Regions from separate parts of the Sus scrofa genome. Here all the other regions are linked to region 1. The links are chromatin contacts, called in public Hi-C and HiChIP or PLAC-seq maps. All regions are on one chromosome and are shown on one strand. Each heading gives the region's core, a stretch centred on a gene start, on an enhancer-like site or on the middle of the called end of the contact. The rest is flanking DNA. Distances are from core to core; before and after follow the strand shown.

Region 1 (2,573 bases), core at 23-2,522:
CCCTCGGGCAGTGACCTGGGAAGGCCAGGGAGATCACGGTGCCAGAGGGGAGTCACCGAGTGAGACCTGCTCACCTGCAGGGCAGGCCTGCCCCTCCGCAGGCCGCAGCGAGATCTGCGAAGCTGGTCCTAACCAGCCCAATAGCCCATTGTGACCTGTGCTGACTGACCCCCAAGACATGCCACTTTCCCAGGGACTTTCAAGTACATTGTCACAACTCCGAAATAGCCACAGGATCGGTTCTATTCCTATATTTGAGTTGAGAACACCAAAGTTTCTTAAAATTATGCATATTTTATATTGATAAAAATAGTGCATGTAGCTGTAGAACCATCACACCGGGTAGCTAATCAATCAAGATAATAATAGAGCGATAGTACATGTTATTCAGTCTTAAGCGGTGCCTGTAACCACATCGAACAATAAATATGAAGTCAGAACAGCTCAAGTTGCAAACTTGAAACGCTCCAAGAAAGTATGGTAATAGCAAAGCCCATGAAGAATATACGTGTGGGGTCAAAGCAGAGCCTGCGGGACCGAGGGAGATGTGTGGGAAACTGACTTGCCCTTTTCTTCCATTAAAGGGCAGGTTTTCTGAAAAAAAGATGGTTCAATTTCCTCCCTCCAAGCTGCCTTTTTAAAATAACATAACATAACACATGTTTTGACACAACTCCACATGACTCAGAGGCCTTCTTAAAATAAGACCAGACTGCATTCGTGGAGACTGAGTCACCTCTAACCTCCTGAACTTGCCGAGGATTCGGATCCAGGATGTATGTTCGTCCCTCAGAGGCGATGGGAAGGTTCTGGGGGCAGCGCACCTGGCCTTCAGTCAAGTGTTTTATCCCTGGCACTGCAAACAAGCGGGGTTTTTCTGCCTTTCGCATCGCCTCGCCAGGAACGAAAGACAGCATGTCAAACTGTGGTTTCCAGGGTAAACAAATAAAGACGACCCACTCCAGAAAATAAACGATTCCCGGAATGATTTTTAAAAGGAAGGACAACGTCGCGTGGGGACGTATGTGGCGCTCATCCAGTCCGGGCCTTCTGCAAGCGCCGCAGCCCCGAGAGGCAGGGGCGTCTTCTGAGTTAATTGCAGCGGGAGACACGTCCTTCTCCGGGACCCAGAAAACTTCCCGGTAGAAGTCCAGCGCCGTTGGGCGTTTTTCTTCTGAGTAAAGGTTGGGAACTCAAGGCGCCTCGGGCCCACGCCCACTGGTCTACGCTGCCTTCACCCAGCGCAAGCGCGCGGGTTCCCCTGGCAGGATTCCGCACAAAAAGCTGACAGGCCTGTGCGTTCGGCGGCACAGCCCTCGTGCAGCGGGACCGGGACGCTCACCCTTGAACGTGGGCGATCTGGCGTTGAGTCCTTTCTCCCCCAAGCTGCCGCCCCCGCGTTCTTTATGTGAAGAAGTGACCCTGAGTCACGTAGAGTTCGGATGCGCAGAAGGCGGGCTCATGCCTGTGGACATTTTCCCAGGCCTTGAGGACGGTCGCCGGGACTGCTGTTAACAACAGCGGGACCGCAGCGCTCATGACCGAGCCGCCTGGACTCCACCGGCACGGCTGTCCCCGCGGGCTGAGCCAGTGTCCTTAGCGACCGGGGCGGCGGCTGGACAACTGCGATCACGCCCGGTGAGGGATGGCTCTCGCCCAGTCGCCCTTGCGTGGCATCTCTATCCCCCGTTTTTAAGCCCCGGCCGGCCTGAGACCCGGCCCCCACCCCCACCAGGCCCTGGTTCAGAACAGCGGCCTTGGAGGCTCCGCGCCTGCCCTTCAAGGCGCCCCAGCGCCCTGGCCGCACCCCCGACCGATGGCACTGACGCACAGTCGGGCTGTGAAGGCAGCGCTTCTCGCTCACCCGCTCCCGGACGTGGAACGGAGAGAAAACGCCCCCCTGAAAGAGCCACCTTCCAGATGTGCCCGGCTCAGGGCCGGCCCCGAGTGTCACGTCCTGGTGGGAAGTGACTGCGTGTGTTTTGTTCAGATCCAAGGCCCTGTTGACAAAGCCGTGCTGCAGGTGTCCCCCTGAAATGGTCACACGGTGACCTTCCCTGGTCAAAGAGGCCTCTAAATGGTATCCCGGGTCTCGTCTCCCGTGCACATCTGAAGGTCTGCTGTTTCGGAGAGGGCAGTGCCCTGGTCACGGAGATTTAAAGCACCCTGTGGGGTCAGATTTTAACAGGAACCCAAATAATAGCAACCCCTTTCTTTGTTGGCCACCCCCAGGGCTCACTCTGGATGTTTTTAATAGCAAGGGACCTCATCTAGCCGTCCATGAGGCTAACTGATTTCTATACCTTTTTCTCTTCTATCCCCCCCACCTCCCGCTCCCCATTCCCCGCCCCCCCCCTTATTCAATTAAAAGAATCAGCGAGCCCTTTGGCTCCCTTTTCCTGGAGCAAACTTTTTCACAAACTTTTTTTAATTTACTCAAAGGAAGAGTTTAAAAAATGCTGAAGCATAGCATGCACACACCACATGCATAAGAAGACGCAGCAAGACCGCTGCGGTTGTCCAAGAGGATCCTGCGGCCAGGGCTGCCTGGCGGCCCCAGCGGACATAGGGCT
Region 2 (2,573 bases), core at 23-2,522, 240 kb after region 1:
GGGGTTATGCCTTTGTCCTTTCTAATTAAATGAGAGGAAGTTCACGTAAAGCTATACTTCCCCACTTTTACGTATTTATTTTGTTTAAAAAAGCAAAACTTGGAAATATTTTATTTTTTATTTATTTTTTATTCTAGAATTTTATAACTCTTCTAGCTTTTATTTTTTTAAAATTACTTAATGAATTTTATTACATTTATAGGTGTACAACAATCAGCACAACCCAATTTTATAGCATTTCCATCCCAAATCCTCCGTGCATCCCCCCACCGCCCAACCTGTCTCATTTACTTTTAAAAGAGTACAGAACTTAGTTTAGAATTGGAAGCTAAAATTCTAAGTCTGTATCTAACATCTGAAGTTTGGTCTACACTGGAGTGTTTTCATCTTTCTTTGACTGTGGTATAAAATAAAAGTGGGGGGGGGAATAAAAGTAAAAAATGAATAGCGGAGGGAGAGAAATCTCCGCATTTCCATATATAACAGGAATACAAAGAGGACATATAATTGCTCCTTCTAGCCCCCTTTCTGGTCCTCAGCTACTCAGAACATTGCCTGCCCACATTTTTCATAAAATTTTCTCACCCTTATCAGAAGCCATATCCCCTGTATTTTCTGTTTTATTCCATCCTATTTGGTAACATTAAATTCCATGATATTTTAATCTATTATATTCTACTCTAGTTTACTTTAAAACACTGCTTTGCAACCCACTAACTTACCAATATGGCATGTCTTTTTTTAAAGTGTCTGCAAGATGCTAGAATTGATGTTTTCAAAGTAGAACTAACTCAGACAAAACAAGAGCAAAAGACTCGGTCAGACTGGTTTTCAGCCACTGTGGAAATCAGGCAGCCTCTTTTTAAGTGGCTGCATTTCCACCCTTTGGCAACTGATTTGGTCGATATGCCTTTTTAATCCCCAGAGATGCAAGCCACAGCAATTCTAAAGGCTTCGTGTAAGTCTCATGAACAAATACACACAAAGGCTTTTCGCAAACTTTTTCTGAAGTTCGGTGTCAGGGCGGACATCAGAAGTACGTGGTCACAGACACCTGTTCAGGGAGGAAGGACCTTTTTGCAGCCAAGAGCTGTTCAGAAACGTTAACCTAAATTATGCACAGTTTAAAGGTCCTGAAATGAATAAAACACTGCTCAGAGCGGTTGCCAAATGAAAACCACACGTCCATCTGTTCAGCTCTGGACTCAGACACTGGCGGAAACTCCAGTAAACTCTGTACAGTTAAGAGAGCGGCACCCTGGTGACTCAATCAGTTAATAGAAGCGAAGCCCATACGTGTGCGTCTAGACACAGTCATTTACTATTTTCCTGGGGACACCAGGGAACTCAACTGAATGTTTAATTTTCAAATCAGTGGTTATGGCAACGGCTGTAAATGCCAGTTTGGCTCCTGGCTAGAGAAGAGGTTGAGATCCTGTGTTTAACTAGCAGGGTCTGCTAACCAATCCAGGGGAAGGGTGTCCCATTAGCAGATTTCTCCAGAGGACAGGGCATTTACAACTCAATAAACACCTGCCCAGGGCTGACCTAATGCCTGATTCAAGTTCTTCCCTGCATGGCAAGAGAGATAACCCCCAAATTCTTAAAATTCCAAGACCCAGGAGCAACCATGAGAAAAGTTTCCTCCTATGTTCGGGATTTTTCTGGGCCATTTCTTTTTTTTTTTTTTTTTTTTTGTCTTTTTGCCATTTCTTGGGCTGCTCCCTCAGCAACAGAAGTTCCCAGACTAGGGGTCCAATCGGAGCTGTAGCCACTGGCCTACGCCACAGCCACAGCAACGCAGGATCCGAGCCGCGTCTGCCACCTACCCCACAGCTCACGGCAACACCGGATCATTAACCTACTGAGCGAGGCCAGGCATCAAACCCACAACCTCATGGTTCCTAGTCGGATTCGTTAACCACTGCGCCACGACGGGAACTCCCTTTCTGGGCCATTTCTATCAGAATCCACAGCCTCTTAACACCTGATAACTTCCCTCCTTGACTCAAAAACCATCTTCCAAAAGGTCAGTGCCGTAGGTCTGAGCCTGCTCACAGCATCCTGTTCTTCCTGGAATTTCATGCACAACACTGAACAAAATTTTGTCCATTAATTTTCCCCATTATAACATTCATTATTTTTGTTGGCAGGCCTAGCACTTTTTATTTTACTTTTTTAGGGCCGCACCCAAGGCATAGGGAAGTTCCCAAACTAGGGGCGGAACCTGAGCTACTGCTGGCCTGTACCGCAGTGACAGCAATGCCCGATCTGAGCCACATCTACAACCTGCACTAGAGCTCATGGCAACACTGATCCTTAACCCACTGAACACGCGTCCTCATGGATATTAGTCAGGTTCATTACCACTGAGTCACAACGGGAACTCCTGGCCTAGCACTATCTTCATGTCAACTGTTCTCTTCCTATAGAAACTGATGGTTGTTGCTTAATTTCTTTTTTCCTGATGGTCCATAGAAACAGAACCCCTCGATTTAATCTTGACAAAAGACTGCTCAGATTGGATCCTCTGTTTTGAAGCTAAATGTGAAGAAAAGTGTCAGGTGACAGCT
Region 3 (2,573 bases), core at 47-2,546, 220 kb before region 1:
TAGATTAGTTTTAAATGAAAGATTAGATTGGTTTTAAATCTGCCACATATGTAAAGTTTCACTGCTTTTCACCAAAACACAGTCAGCCTGCCCTGGAACTGAACCAGTCTGGGACGGCTGACGAAATACACCAGGCGGGTGGCATTCCTCCTGAAATGATGCCTTACCAGGTGAGTAGAGCCCTCATGTGTCAACAATGCTATCTGTGATGCAGTTGGGGTGCCCATGTAAGAACAGGTGGAGTGAGAACTGGGACATAATATTCCGATGGATTGTGTGACTTCTTAGCTTTTTCAAATCTATCGACCAAGGATAAAATTATACACAAAGATAAAGTCACGAGACAGATAACTATTGTCACCCCACATCTTCTGAAAATAGAGATTTGGGGGTAAGGTTCATCTTTTGGGAATGCATGCATTCTCAACCACAGATGAAAAACGATTGCAACCAGTTCCCCAAAACAGTAACACCTCAGAGCGTGAGCGCCTCTGCAGAGGTGCTGATGGCTTGAACTTTAACTCCAACAGAGCATTGGCGTTCAATGACAGCAAGTGTTACAGGTTCCTATTGTATTTGCACCCTGTTATACCCCGCTTACCAAGGGTAAATCCATTTCAATTTCTCCAAGACAGACACAAAATCCTGATAACCATTTCTAATACAAAAGTATACCAGTCAGAGAAGCCTAAGCGGATGAGCCTATATGAAAACTAGGATTTTTTTTCCCCCCATTTTCAAGTTACTCTGTTTTTCCCATTTTTCAGCGGCTTCACCCCTTGGAGGAACTTCCACAAATGGAATGCTTTATCTTAAATTATACTGACTTGGTTTTACAAAAATCAGTAACATGACGTACACGGTATTTTAACCGATGAACACAAGCAGCGTGTGCTCCAGAAAGGTGGTAAGTGCTTAGCCCGTTTCATGTGTACTCAAACCCCAGACCGGTGCCCTTTGTCGTGAGAGCCTTTGAGTGTTTCCTTTGGATCCAGGGACAACACAGTAACATGTGGTTCTAATTGACTCGCACTTAGCTCATTGAAGTCTGGTTTATGGGGAGGAAATGTGTGATGTCCAAGAAGCTGCTGGGAGGCACTTTTCCTGGAAAAGGGAAGTAATGTCCTTTCATTTTATAGTTCACAGGCTGACTTCTAAAGATTGGAATTTATTTCTAATGTATAAAATCACAGAGTTCAAGTACGTGCTAAATTTGGCCTGGCGTCCTTTCATGTCTGATGAGAATGATGTCACAGAATGAAACTAAAAGCAAAGAAACAATGCCTCTAGACCAAGGAAGCAGCAATTGCATTTCCAGGATTTCTTTCTCTTGAAATTCCTTTTGGCTGGAGCCAAAATGCTTGGGTACAGACATGGTCAACCCATGATGTCATATTTCCCTGTAATTCTAGAACAAAGTTATGGCTCCTTGAGCAATTTTGTTTGATAGTCTAAAAATTCACTTTTATATTCTCTGAAGAGATAATCGCTCTGTAGAGTCCCTTCCAACCTGCAATAAATGATACGTTTAAATTTTGATAGGCCCATTTTAGGAAGTAAACCATACCTTCCTTTCAGCATGACTGGAGAGAGCAGCCCATGTGGTGTGAAGTCCAAGCCCTCCCAGTCTCCCACCTCGGCTCTTTCTGCTTTCTGGGCTGCATGACTGTGCACGAAGCTCTCTGTACATCAGCTTCTTCACATATAAAAGGCGCAGTAATGCTCACCTGCAATTACGGCAAAAAGAGTAAATGATTTCATGCCTGAAGTATAACCACAAGTAATAGTGGTTGGCTTTCCTAGCCACTCAACAAATGCTAATTTCCTTCTTTCTTGTGCCTCCAACAGGAAATCTCCCTCCATTATTGACAACTAATCCATATAATGAGTTTTGCTAGATAACAAAAACCTGCTTTTAATCACATTTGGGGGGGGGTGCTGAAATTCCTATGGCAACCGAGATTTATTATCTTCTTGAAGGATTCAAAGAGTTCAGTGGATAGTGAAACTACATTTTGAACCAGAATTTAAACACATTTAATTAAAATTTTCATCAGGCCTGATGGACTTTTTGACCTGCCTACAAAGAAAAGAAAGATTGGAGAGCTTCTGGCCACACTCCTGTTTCTCACATCCTCAGCCTTTCTTTTATCACAGTTCTGTCTTTCTGCGCATCTTATCAGCTCTGACAGCACCTATCAGGTCTGCGAGCTGATCCACCAGAGAGCTGTGGAGAAGAAATGCCTCTGTGAAGATGCTTAGTGCATCACTAATTTTTTTTTTTTTTTTGGAAAGAAAGCAAGATTAAAAATATAGGTGTGCGTGTCCATAAGTTAAAATAATATTCATAGTCTTCCAATGTTTGCCTTTTGAAAATACTCATAACTTACCCTTTTACCAAAGCATGTCCATAGTCCATAGGCTGTTTTATTATGCTGATGCACCGTGGGATGGGGCGAGTAATCCATAAACCCTGGGTAACCCATCCTGCCTACAGGTTGTTATATCTGTTCTCTCACCTGCTCCCTGACAGAGACCTTGCTGGCACCTGCCACAGCCGCTCGCAGCCCTTT
Region 4 (2,573 bases), core at 44-2,543, 180 kb before region 1:
GCCGACACTGCCAAAAATGAATCTTTCTGAAAGCTATGGCATAATCTGATTTTATTTTAGTTTTGCTTTACAGGGCCGCACCTGCAGCACATGGAAGTTCTCAAGCTAGGAGTCAAATCAGAGCTACAGCCGCCGGCCTACACCACAGCCATAGCGACTCGGGATCCGAGCCTCGTCTGCCACCTACACCACAGCTCATGGCAATGCTGGATCCTTAACCCAGGGATCGAAGCCACAGCCTCATGGATACTAGTCGGGCTCTTAACGTGCTGAGCCGCAGTGGGAACTCTTATGGCATAGTCTTAAGGGTCATCAACAAACCAGTTTTCTTGCCAAATGCAGCGGAATTAAGGTGAAGAAAACACATTACTTTAAAAGAAAGCAATGGAGAGAGGCAGCAGCCTAGCTGTGACACTGCCCCAAGCTTCACGGTGTGGGCATGTCCCTTTCATCGACCTGCTCCTCCCCTGAGACACGAGATCCATAATATTCCTCCCTGGCCCTCCTGGGGCCCGCACTGGTGAGAGAGAGCCTCACTGAATATTTCATGGGAATCTGACTTTCCTCTAGGGCTTGGGCCTATTTTCTTCTGGCTTATTTACAGCTTTGCTCTGGTGCTAAAATATGTTATGGATAGCCATGTAATGGGTACTCTCTCTCCTCTCTTGGCAGTTTGATAAAATGACTTCAATTTTCTCACTGGTTCCTCTCCAGAGAGAGGCAGAATAATTGGTACCCAAAGACTAGTCCAGTCATGGTTACGCTTTAAAAAAGAGAACAAACAGTAATAGAGAAACTATTAACTCTGCAGATATGAAATATTAGAATACATCATTTTATCATCTCATTTAATGAAAATGGGAAAATGGAACCTAATCTTTCACTGTTCGACAATAAAAAAAACAAACCAAAGGAAAAAATTCTATTCACACAACTAACAATGATATAGATGAAAGACTCGCCTGGATTTTTCCTAATATGGCAGAGTTTCAAGGCAAAGGACTCAAAAAAAAAAAAAAGAAAAAGGAAAACCCCATATGGTGCTGAGGATGGAGGGTCAAATTCCTAAGTTATCATTTAAAAGATAAGCTCTGTGAGGCCCGTGGGAGTTTTATCCCCTTTAACCACATATATGTGAGCGGTTATTATGGTGTGGTTTTGTCGAGGGAACTTAGCAACGAGATAAAATAACAGCTGTATATTTTGCAGAGAAGTTTGCTTAGGAAGGCAGTTGCCATGGGAACGCCTGGCAATAGCGATTTGATTTTGTGTCGAATGAAAGCGATGAGTTTACTTTGTCTCCGTTGTTTTCCTCCCCCTGGCAACTTCTGGAGGAAAGAGAGAAGGCTAAGTAGCCTTTTCCAGAATTTGCATATTAAAAAAGCAATCCACTTCATTTTTGAATAGACGGGGAGAAGACTCTATGGACAAGCGCTCGAATCATGTACTTTACACCAACAAATACGTATTGTGTAAATTTACTGTATTTCAAAAGCGCTCAGACGGCCTCCGCTTTGTTCGGTAGTCCCACTTCACTCCGATGAGTCACATTCAATAAGTCCTCAGAAATGTGCCCAAAATAGTTGCAGCTGGGAGATAAAAAAAAAAAAAAAAAAAAAAATCTTATGAATGAGCAAAAACGAAGTGAATTATACGCCGCGGGGAAGTCTCTCAATGAAAAAAATCTGGTAAACAGACGCTGGGGTGGGGGCACGGGAAACAGATGCTGACTGATAAGGATTTGCTTATTTTACCAGGGAGACAGGGCATGGCGGCGCTGAGGCTCCAGTGAGGGTTTCGTGGGCTGTTTTCTCCCTGCAGGTGGCAGGGCTTCCGTGAACTGAAATATGGGCATCAAAAGATGACATGCCCCTCACCCCTGAGAGACGTGGGGCAGTCATTTCTTTCATTCAGATGGAGGAATTCAAGATGGGCAGGAGTCACAGACGCCTGCAGAAGATGGCTTTACCGCACAGCCCTGGAAGGTCCACCTTCCAAGGCCAGGGTCGGGTGTCACCAAGGAGGGAACAAAAGCCAGTTCACACTCTCTCCGGAGCACATCCTTTGCCCTCGGCTTCCATGTCAGGCCTCCTCCCCGAGAAAGCCTATTTTCAGATGACCGGACAAAGTGACAGCAGATCTGCCATCTCTAGGGATTGCCTGTTGTGTCCGGGTGTAGAGAACGATCATTTCCCAACAGAGTCAAAATCTGTTTGTTTCAAGTAAGCTCAGAAAGCCTATGGAAAGTCAGAGAGACAAGGAACAGATTTATTTTTAAAGCAGAGTCATTAGAAAGACAAAGAAACTGGAGGCTTCTGATCTTCATTATTTTCGAAAGCTGTGAGGCCTCTCTCTAGCTGTCGGAGCTTGGCTTTCGCTTGGAGAAGGAAGAATGGCCCTTGCACTTAGCCCTTCACCTTTCTTGGCTGGTGACTAAGTCAGCAGTCTTGGGGGATACACGGAGAACTCTCTGAATGCATTCGGTGGAAGCTGAGTCTTGGTGTTTTCAGGGCTGCTTTGACAATGTAAAGCCGCTTTATAGGAAAGCCGGTCCTGTTTTGACCAGGAGGCTT

Evidence for each region. A called contact is a pair of places that touch in the nucleus more often than the background predicts. HiChIP or PLAC-seq counts read pairs in DNA pulled down with a chosen protein or histone mark.
Region 2: a contact with region 1 is called in an H3K27ac HiChIP or PLAC-seq map of alveolar macrophages. The contact joins two enhancer-like sites. A contact is called at or near these places in 1 of 47 Hi-C or Micro-C datasets (embryonic fibroblasts) and 1 of 2 datasets of contacts at active chromatin or transcription factors (alveolar macrophages).
Region 3: a contact with region 1 is called in a Hi-C map of subcutaneous adipose tissue, with 2.6 times the contacts expected there. The contact joins two enhancer-like sites. A contact is called at or near these places in 2 of 47 Hi-C or Micro-C datasets (embryonic fibroblasts and subcutaneous adipose tissue) and 1 of 2 datasets of contacts at active chromatin or transcription factors (skeletal muscle).
Region 4: an H3K27ac HiChIP or PLAC-seq map of skeletal muscle shows a contact between it and region 1. The contact joins two enhancer-like sites. A contact is called at or near these places in 6 of 47 Hi-C or Micro-C datasets (alveolar macrophages, embryonic fibroblasts, retroperitoneal adipose tissue and 2 more) and 1 of 2 datasets of contacts at active chromatin or transcription factors (skeletal muscle).

What each region holds. Positions count from the first base shown.
Region 1 is chr10:66,133,484-66,136,056 of Sscrofa11.1, forward strand. No RefSeq gene overlaps it. Among named protein-coding and RNA genes, the nearest start is that of KLF6, 350 kb to the right of the region's middle. Within about 2 kb of position 1,273, at least 27 of the 83 cell types and tissues checked have an H3K27ac peak or open chromatin away from gene starts, as enhancers often do. A contact at or near this core is called in alveolar macrophages, retroperitoneal adipose tissue, skeletal muscle and 1 more, where this site is marked.
Region 2 is chr10:66,369,154-66,371,726 of Sscrofa11.1, forward strand. No RefSeq gene overlaps it. Among named protein-coding and RNA genes, the nearest start is that of KLF6, 120 kb to the right of the region's middle. Within about 2 kb of position 1,273, at least 18 of the 83 cell types and tissues checked have an H3K27ac peak or open chromatin away from gene starts, as enhancers often do. A contact at or near this core is called in alveolar macrophages, where this site is marked.
Region 3 is chr10:65,913,900-65,916,472 of Sscrofa11.1, forward strand. No RefSeq gene overlaps it. Among named protein-coding and RNA genes, the nearest start is that of AKR1E2, 220 kb to the left of the region's middle. Within about 2 kb of position 1,297, at least 7 of the 83 cell types and tissues checked have an H3K27ac peak or open chromatin away from gene starts, as enhancers often do. A contact at or near this core is called in subcutaneous adipose tissue, where this site is marked.
Region 4 is chr10:65,956,223-65,958,795 of Sscrofa11.1, forward strand. No RefSeq gene overlaps it. Among named protein-coding and RNA genes, the nearest start is that of AKR1E2, 260 kb to the left of the region's middle. Within about 2 kb of position 1,294, at least 32 of the 83 cell types and tissues checked have an H3K27ac peak or open chromatin away from gene starts, as enhancers often do. A contact at or near this core is called in retroperitoneal adipose tissue, skeletal muscle and subcutaneous adipose tissue, where this site is marked.